Linked DNA regions of Drosophila melanogaster: region 2 is linked to region 1. A link is a contact called in public Hi-C data. All regions are on one chromosome and are shown on one strand. Each heading gives the region's core, a stretch centred on a gene start, on an enhancer-like site or on the middle of the called end of the contact. The rest is flanking DNA. Distances are from core to core; before and after follow the strand shown.

What was found. A called contact is a pair of places that touch in the nucleus more often than the background predicts.
Region 2: a Hi-C map of the Kc167 cell line shows a contact between it and region 1, with 1.9 times the contacts expected there. The contact joins the promoter of cic here to the promoter of Hs6st in region 1. A contact is called at or near these places in 6 of 107 Hi-C or Micro-C datasets (the D17-c3 cell line, the Kc167 cell line, the S2 cell line and 2 more) and 1 of 6 datasets of contacts at active chromatin or transcription factors (the Kc167 cell line).

Annotation. Positions count from the first base shown.
Region 1 is chr3R:20,005,437-20,010,469 of dm6, forward strand. Hs6st (Heparan sulfate 6-O-sulfotransferase) reads right to left here and starts at 3,076. Exons shown (of 6, transcript NM_001275821.1): 1 at 2,725-3,076; 2 at 799-1,223. The coding sequence starts at 984. MED25 (Mediator complex subunit 25) reads left to right here and starts at 3,511. Exons shown (of 1, transcript NM_142597.4): 1 at 3,511-5,033. The coding sequence starts at 3,624.
Region 2 is chr3R:20,250,165-20,255,197 of dm6, forward strand. It overlaps cic (capicua), which reads left to right and starts at 2,606. Exons shown (of 18, transcript NM_001275826.1): 1 at 2,606-3,689.

The DNA.
Region 1 (5,033 bases), core at 1,826-4,325:
GAATAGCGACTGGTGCGGGTTTATGTGTCCCCAGGGTAGAATTTTATGTGCTGTTTTGCCTCGGTTCGGTTTTTATGGCCCACGAATGCACTTTACACCTCGGCCATTAAATCATTCATTAGATGCGCGGGGGGAAGCCTTATTAGTCCAACAGATAAGACAAATTTCAATCAACCACGCCGAAGATTTATGGGCGATATTATGAGTAGTGACCCAAATATACCAACCAGAAATCCATAGTTGTTTGTAAACTTTATGCTACAGATTAGACTAATTTCAATACGGGGCACGCGTGTCAAAGATTTATGAATAATAACACAGAAGCACAATCGCCTGCAAGCGAAATCTTATTATGTTACACATTTTCCATTTTTGGAGGAATTTCATTAGCACCTTTGCGTTTGCGTAAACAATTTCCGAGTTTTAAAGGCGCCAACCGAAAGGCTGTAAACAAAACATTTTGTTTTGTCTAATTAAAGCTCCCAAAAAATTGATAAACATCGAGAAAGAGTTCTATATTATAAAAGCTGTCTTTAGCGCCGAAGGGAAAAACACTCCAACGCATATTTTTATACGAATATTTTAAATAATAAATTTATTAATGCGCCATAGCAAAACAAGTTTCGTGCGATCCAAAAATGTATGAATGGTAATTCCAATAAAAGCACACATGTACGGCAAATATTAATGAATAAATTCAGCATTTCGCCAATTGGTGTGCTAATTTGCATTGGAGCCAAGTAACAGAAAATTATAAATTATAAGCAATGGGAATTAATGAGGGGATTTGGCACTTACCTGATCTTGACAAAAGTATCCAAATCCGATGATGCCGGCGATGGCCAGGAAGAGGCAAAACACAATGATTGTTCGGATTTTGGAGCGCGGTTCCATTTTCTTGATTTCATAAACACCACTGGGCAGCAATAAGGCAAAATCACTATCGACTTGAACAGATACGTTCTTATGCATATCCCCGGGCATGTTCCATTCCCTGGCCTCCCTCGAAAATCGCACTAAAGGTCCAACAAGGGTCCACCCGAGTGGAGTCCAAGCGGGTATCCGTATCGGCCTAGCGCAACGAGAACCAGACGCGAATCGGAGGCGAGGCCAACTCAATCATACTTCAGTCGCTGCCCGATAAGAACTCGAAAAATGGGAACACCTTCGCCCATTGCACTTGGCGCGGAAATGGGTTTTCCTTGTCTCTCGGCTTTCAGTGCCTGCAAATGGAGTAAGAGTGAAAAACGGTTAGAAACCTATTAGTTTTGGGAGCACTACAAAAGCAACACCGTTTCCGATTAGTTACCACTTGACCATGCCGATAAAGCGGTCTGTCAAATTGTCTAGCCCTTATCTAGCCACTTACTTAGTAGCTGAAAGCTCTTCAGGGGAAAATCAAAAATAGTTTTTAAGAACCTAAATCTATGGCAGACTGATAAGAAGTTCACAATTAAAACGTACATACATAGTTAATTGGACTTTCTATTTTTTTGTTAGGGTCAAAAACTGATAAGCAGGCGGTGAAGTTGATTTATCGTTTAATCTGACCCTATTTTAATTGCAAATCTATTAGTAAGTATTCAAGACGGGCGTGAATAACAAACGTTTGTGCAATAACAAATTTATCTTTATTTGTGTGGGAAATCTTAAATTAAATTTCCACGCGCGAATGCGATCTGCAAATGTATAGCGTAACGATAAAATACATAAATCAACCAATAATGACGCAATAGTGGAAAGTGAATGGCGGAGCCGAAAGCAATGCATTTAGTATACCCTTAATCAATTAAAAATACGTTTAAATACGTTTATTATTTAAAGCAAAAAACCTACATCCGTACATGATAATACGTGCAATTACTCAAATAATAACTTATTATAGTTAAAAAATAGTTTGTACTTATTTCATTTAATATTTAAATTATCTAGTGATTCTTTATTTATAAGAACATATTGTAGTTCAGTTATAAAAATAGTTATCAATAATATGGTAAATATAATGAATGAACAGCCTTTGTTGTATGGGTGATTATTATCACAAGTCGCTTTATCTGGCTTCGATATTGTTTATATGTGATAAACCCGATTGGAAAATGCGTAACATATTAGGGTTTGAATGATATTGACTACATGCGAGTAAGTTGCATTTAGGTAGGGTATTTAAATGTACAAACACCCAACTAAAATAACTGGCGATCGGCAGTCGGAGTGACGCCCAAGCATAACTGGTGCCTTATATTTATGTAGGCGCTTTTTACTTCACGATCGGTGCTTCTGTAGCGATCACAATTATTGTAAACAAATGGAAAAGTTGCTTATTGGCAAATTGGACTAACAGAGAGACAAGAAAAAAAAGGCAGATGTGGCGAAACATGTTGCCAGGCAACAATAACAAAAAAGCATGCATGCTGTGCACACATGGCCGTTTAATTCACTTCTCTGTACTCTAAACTATACTTAAACCATGCTAATTGCCTACCCAAATTATCAGGTTTTTCGAGGCAGTGACGTCAGGGCAAGGAGTATAATTATAATAATAGAATCAAACGATTTAGCAACATTGCAGTAAAAAAAAACAGAAGCAAAGGGGAGCAACAAAAACAGAGAGAGGGCAAAATAAGAGAGAGGACAACCAGACAGAGCGAGATGCCAAACAACAGCTGTTCTTCTTGCCAGATGCGAAATGGGCAATTTAATGAAATTTATCTAGATTTCACTCACTTTTCACTTGCCAAACGTCGTGTTTGTGCACTTTTCACAATTGTCGCGGCGTCACACGTTTATTTATTTACATTTCTCTGCGTTTCAGGCGCTCGCACGCTCAATTAGCGCGCTTTCCGCTTTGTGCCACACATTCTGTGCCAGCCACAAAAAAGCCCGCAATTCGCACTTTCATGTGTTTTCGGCTATTTCTGCGATCGTTTTTCCTGCACTTGCACTGCTCAATAGCTAATGTTTAGTTAATTGACACTTTCTAAGCGTTTTGCGTATATTTTTTACGAATTATTTTGGCAAAACGACGCGGTACCAGCGTCAACGTCCGCATTCTTCAAAATCGGCGAATGAACTGAACAAAACGAACTGCGCAAGTTGGGCAATAGGAACAGCTGACCGCGCTGCCAGACTGCCGAACGGAAACTCGCTGCGAGAGTCTGGCAGCACTTGCAACCATCGATATAAACTATTGGTAACGAATATTTAAAGAATTAACTTTATAGTTCCATTGAAAATACATACATAAAACAACTATAATTATGATACCTAACATAAAACATCGTAATATCTTATTTATAGTTATCTTTTGTATGCAATATTCAATTTTAAGTTAATTAGATAAACACCAAACGTTTTTTTATTTGTGAAAATAGAAAAAGAATTCAATAGAAACAAGTTTTCAAGGCAATCTGCATATTCTTAAATCCAACTTTATGGGCACTTTTGAATATTCATTTATTTTGCAGCCCTAGCAATCGCTGAGCGATAACCATAAGTTGACTATCGATAGCAGCAGAGCGATATGCAAAACAAACGAAAAAAGTAAAAGAGCGGTGTAAAGCAGACAACATAGTTTACATTTTTTGCAACAAGTTTTTCAACTTAAAGCCAACTCCCATCGTCCAATGGAGGTGGACCAGATTCCCCTGGCCGACGTGGTCTTCGTCATCGAGGGCAGCGCCATCAACGGAGCCTACATCAACGAACTAAAGACCAACTACATCCTGCCGACTTTGGAGCACTTCACCACTGGCTCCATCGACGAGCGGGAATACCTGATTGCGGAGCGCTTTGCCACTCTGTACGGTATTGTGGTCTACCGTACAGCGGCCAATCTGCTGGAGCCAGTTTGTTCAACCTATGGTCCCTTTCTGCAGCCCCAAAAAGTGATGGAGACGATCGAAAGATTGCCACTAGTGGGAGGCGGAATGGAGTCCTGTGCCCACATGGCCGAAGGATTTGCTGCGGCCCACGGCTGTTTTGATGACATCAGCGAAAGGCGCCAGTTGCTCGATCAGACCAGCGTCCAGAGGCACTGCATTCTCATCTGCAACAGTCCGCCGTACCAGATGCCCACAACGGAGTCGTGGAAGTATCCGGGCAAATCATGTGAGCAGCTGGCGGCGCTCTTCAACGAGCGCAAAATCAATCTCTCCATTATTGCGCCACGCAAGATGCCGGTGTTGTTCAAACTTTTCATGAAGGCCGACGGAGATCAGCCCATTACGAGCAAAAACTATGCCAAGAACATAAGACACCTAGTGCTTCTAAAGGGATACAGCCTCAAGGAGAGAGCACCTAGTCCCAACAGCATGGCGGCCCAAATGGCTGCACCCAATGCGGCACAGGCTACAGTGCAGCAGCAACAACAACAGCAACAAAATCAAGCTGGTCAGCAACAACAAGGGCAGGGCATGCCCATGGACACCACTCCAGCCCAGCAGCAGCAACAGCAACAACAACAGCAGCAGCAACAGCAACAACAAGGCAATCCTCAGCAGCAGGTCATGAACATGAACACGATGCAGCAACAGCAGCCCGGTCCAAATCCCCCAGCGGGCTTACTCAATCCACAGCAGCAGCAGCAACTATTGCAGCAGCAGCAGCAGAATCAATTCGTTTCCAATCAAATGCAGAATCAGAACTTCCAGCAAAACGTGGGACCCGGCCAAAACCGCTGGATGTATCCCAACCAGCCTGGTCAGGCGCGTCCGCCCTTCATGCAGGGAGCAGGCAATGTGGGCGGTGTGGGCCAAGGCGGCGGCATGCAACAGAATCCAAATTCTGCTCTGATATCGCGCATTAATGCGCCGCCGCCGAACCAAACTGTGACCTCGCTGCAGCAGCAGCAACAGCAGCAGGCGCAGCAGCAGCAGCAGCAGCAACAACAGGCCCAACAGCAGCAGCAACAAAGGATGCAGATGCTGAGCCAGCAGCAGATGCTAAATCACCAGCAGTTGCAGCAGCAACAGCAACTGGCCCAGCAACAGCAACAGCAGCAGCAAGGACAGCAACAGCAGCAGGTAAATCCCAAT
Region 2 (5,033 bases), core at 1,356-3,855, 240 kb after region 1:
TGTAAAATTGGACCGCTTGCGGCCATAATTAATTTAAAATTAAACACACTTCACATTTGTTAAGCCATTTTGATGAGCTCAAATTTAATGGAAATTCGCAGGAATTTTAAGCGTACCCCTGACATGATTTTAGATTATGTTAAAATACATTTACGTATATGATTATAGATAATACTGTCTCATCTCATTTAATTGCAACATGCTGCAAGAACAAATCCTGTAGCGCATTAGCATCCGAAAAAAAAACCCATCAGCACACCAAATGCCCCAGAAGTTTGCCAAACTAACCACAAGTTGGCGTAATGTCGGTTTGAAGTGAATATACGCTTTTAATGTTGCTTTTTATTACAAACTAAATGCGAAAAATGTGTTGGCCAAGATATTTATGCGAAACGAGGGTTGAGATCCACAGGTAGGTGTCTTTTGGCTTGACACTCGCCACCTTTTTGTTATTAATGTTTTATAGCGGAGAATTTTACAAATTACTTTTTGTGCAGCTCCTGTCACACATGCGGACATAAAAACTTGATGGCAGGTGTAGCTAATTGAGATTATTATTTTAAATACCCAAAATCAACGACAAAATCTCTCTCCCCTCGCTGCTGCAACGTAAATCCTAATTAATGTGTTAAACAAACTGGTAAATTTTTATGATCCATTGAAGCTGTCACATATTTGGGTGGAAAATATATAATGTTTAGTACACCTAGTTTAATATTCAGATCCGTAATCATTTTTTAAGTTATTGCAATAAGCATATATCTTACATGGTTTTATAACTTCTGTCATTTTTATTTTATAGTGTAAATTGTTGGATACTTAAATATATTTTATTTATAGAGGAATTAGAAGTAATAGATTTTAATTCAAGAATTGTAAATCACTTTGCAGCTATCATTATTAGAGTTTTGCTATAAGCTTTATAAATGGATTCTCTAATGTTGTGCACTGATGTGCTCGAAAACTAAGACTTAGGCCGCAAAATTTTCCAGCTCCACCAATTAATCAAATGAACCTAATACTTCGGGACCTGCGTATCTCAACTTGCACTTTTCAGCTCATTAAACTGGAAATGCTGCCTCTTCGTTGATGGAGCCAAAATTCGCTCCGAGAGTTTTCTGCTAATAAAAGTCCAAAGTTATGGCAATAATAGCAGCAGCAACAGAAGGTACAACAATTTGTTTTTTGCCGCTGTCGCGTGGGTGCAAACACATTTATATGTTTTCCCACGGTTAACACGACGTATGCGTAATTTATGTCGCTAGACGGCACCAGGTGCACGGATCACATAGCGCGGTTTTCATATTTCCAAAGTTCCGGCGCGAATTTGATGAATGTTTGCACTTTTTACGGCTCCTTCCATATGAGCGGTCTCATTTGAGGATAGTGCATTCATAAATTATCCACTCAAGAAAGTTGAGTTTAATGAGAAGTTTTTAAGCTCAAGCTCAAATGGAGCGGTACTTAAATTAAATGACTATTGTCACACTTAAAATTTGGCTTGCCAATCATTAGCTTTTATTTACTCTGGGGATTATTTTGAACAGCCTTCAACAATGTATTTTGGTTTATTAAATGTTTTAATAGTTGTGAAATTTTCTGGGATGCATATGCCTATGCATATTATGCATATTACGTATTCGTAAAAACTTTTGTTGATACACGTTTGTTTTTAAGTGTTACCTTACCTATTTAAGATTATATAAATCATCTACATTTACTTGGCTTTGATTTTAAAGTTTCCTAAATCTCGACGGAAGGAAAATCAAGACAGACGGAATATATATACCTTACAGTTTCGAAAACACTTTCTTCCACGCCTTTTATCAAATCAAGGACATCTCTCCAAATCTTAAGAACTAATCTCATATGTAACATTTAAACCAAACAGACCATCTTTAAGACCGACAGATGCCTTGATCTTTTTATAAATGCCACATTTCCTAGGAACTGTCCTATTCCATAAAATCGAAATATTAATAAAAAAGAAAGTAACATAAATTGTAAATAATACTATGCTAGTTTTTATTATAATCCAAACAACTGAACAACATTGGACTAAGTTACTACATGTAAATAATGCATTCAAAGAAGATTATCATAAACAACCTACACAGCCGAAGTTCCTGCACACAGTACTATATTATATAAGTAACTTAACTTAAACAATAAAACCTAAAAACAATAATAGCAATATTACACCCCTTTACTCTACAAGAAATGAATATAAATGTGGCAGATATTTTTCAGTGCTACCACAATTTCATAATTTTTAAGAACGTTGGGCATTGCCAGACTGAAGTGTAGAACTGTAGAGGTTCGTGTACTGACTAACTTAACGATAGATTGTACACAAGCCAGTTCATACAATCTTTGTATAAATTCGCAAACCATGCTAAAAGTAAATGTTAAGAAGCAATTACAATTTTTATTTATTTATATATCGCTCTATCACCGAAAAGTTACAACATTTGGTTGCACCCGCTCGCGGCGCCAGTGTAACCGTATCATTCGCCTTTGCCACGCAACTTGTAAGATTTTGCCCAATCCGGCCAACGGTCCCACTTTGGGGGTATTTTCTCAAATGGGGCAAATGGTCTCCAGCAGATTCTCACTTCATGCTCGGAATCGCACGGACGTGTCGCGGATGTCGGAAGGTGGAGCTCCTGTGAATTGCTCTTGTGCCCCGCGCACAAAACCCCAATAATAGCCAAATCGGGCAGCGCCTGCAGGCTTTTGTGTGAATAAAACGGTTTGTGGCGACATTTGTTCGATTTTTAGGTGTCGCAAATTAAATTCGTTTGCAAATACAAGGCACTTACGCACACAAACGCGAGCGCACGCACAAGTGTAGGTGTGAAAACAAGTGAAACAGAGAGCTGGGAAAACAAACTGGGCTGCATAGATACTGGCTAAATATTGGATTAAGCTCGTATAAAGATAATAATAACAACAACAATCAATCGAAAATGCGCGTGCGACAGAGAGGGTGCGAGTGTGAATGAGGAAAAGAGAGCGAGCGCAGCACGCACACAAACACTAACACGCTGACGTCGACGCGCTGTCTGTGCAGAGGAGCAGTGTTGCCAGCCCACAATACTGCTGCCCGAGAATCCCAATTAAATAATTAATAAGTTCGAATCAGAATTGGAGTATCTGAGGCAGGGCTTTTTGCTTTGCTTACTCCTTTTCCCCGATTCGGCTTATTGGCATTGGGCTCTGCTCTATGCTCTGAGTTGGCAACACTGGCCCCCAAATCGAGTGTGGGCAAGAGAGATAGAGAGACATAGAGAGCAATCGCGAGAGAGTCACATGCTAGGCGCTCATTTCAATTTTCCTCAATGAATGAACACTTTTCACGGTTTTCGGTTCGTCGGTTCGCGTTTTCCACAGTCGTGCGTTGTTTTGCTCGTGGAAAAGTTGTAAAGCCCAGCCAGCCATAATCCAACATTTTGTTTGCAGTGCATTTGCAGCGCGGGAGAGCGAGAACCAACGGCTTAGCGAGCAGTTAAATAATTTTTAAAGTGTTTGTGTTTTTAACGTGTAAAACCCGAAAAAGTCTATGCCTTTTGCATAACAAAAACAAGCCGAGCAAATAAAATAAAAGAGAAAAACAGCAATAAACACCCATACACGTAAACATATACGTACAGAGAGAAACGGACGCCTACGTCAATAAGCGAAAAACGGTAAGCGAAATTCTTTTACCCCATGTTGTATGTGCTTGCCAATTGGAAAATTTTGTATTTCCCTTCCCGCTTCCGTTCTCGCCATCTCACTTCCCCAGTCTCTCTCTCTCTCTCTCTTGTTCCCCCTCTTCCGGGCTTGCTCTTACACTTGCTTTTACGTTGTTGGCAAGCAGAGCTTCATTCATTTCCACAACTTGCACACATACACATACCAGCACACCCCCGCTCTCTGGGAATTAGAGAGTTGGCAAGAGAGCGGTGGGTCTCAGTGTGACCGTGTGTATTTGTTGTAGCTGGTCAGGCCACAAAATTTGTATTCAAGAAATTCTATTCATTTGTTAAATAAACCCTAAGCCTCAACATTTAAACATTTGCACATCATATTGTTCATAAAATACAAAAAAGTCGTAACAATAGCTCCTAGAATTAATATGTGCGTGTGTATGTATGCATTCTTTATCATTGATATGTTAAATGTGAAATGTTGAAATTCAAATTAAGCTCTGCCTTTTTGTAAACAAAAACAATGGGGTGAAAATCAGCTACTGAAATTAGCTAACCATTAAAGTTACTGGTTTTGGTGGATTTTATTAGGGAAATCATGATTAGTATATGAAAATTAGTGGACCACAAATGAGTTAATAAAATCATGGTGCACGGGAAACAATATTGCTGTATTAAGATGTTTTTTTTAAATTTTTTTATTGATAGAAAAACTGTCGTCAATCAAATCAATTTAATTTGAACACTGTACCAGCCTCTTTTGCTGTACATTGGTCCCACAGTTGCCAACTGAAGTTAACCGCCCCCACTCCCCTTCATCAAACACACACACAGACGCACTTGCACTCTGACTGGCTGGCCATCGATGTGTGTATGTAATTAGCAACAAAACTCTCGCTGGCAACTGCATCGCATGAGATTTGAGCGATGCGTTGCTTTTGTTATTGCTATTGTTGCGTCTGCCCGGACCAAATGCTCCCTCTCTTTCTCTAGTCGCTCTCTCCCACCCTCTCTACTGCCTAATTTACATTTGAATGTGCGTGAGCGCCCATTTGTTGATAATTATCAGCAAATTACTAGACGCACTTAGCAGCAGCAGCAGCAACAACAACAATGGGAGAAGTAATGCATACATACAGCGAGTTAGTACAGTGGTCACTATGAAACATAATACAGAGATTAATGCTTAATCGGAATTGAAATTTACACATTTAAGAATTAAAGTAATTCAGAAAAAACAAGGTAATATTCGAAAAAAAACATATTTGAAATGCCCTCTTTACAAAGTGCAAACGTATGCGTGTACAACAAAAAGGCGTGTTTCAACGACATTTATAATGC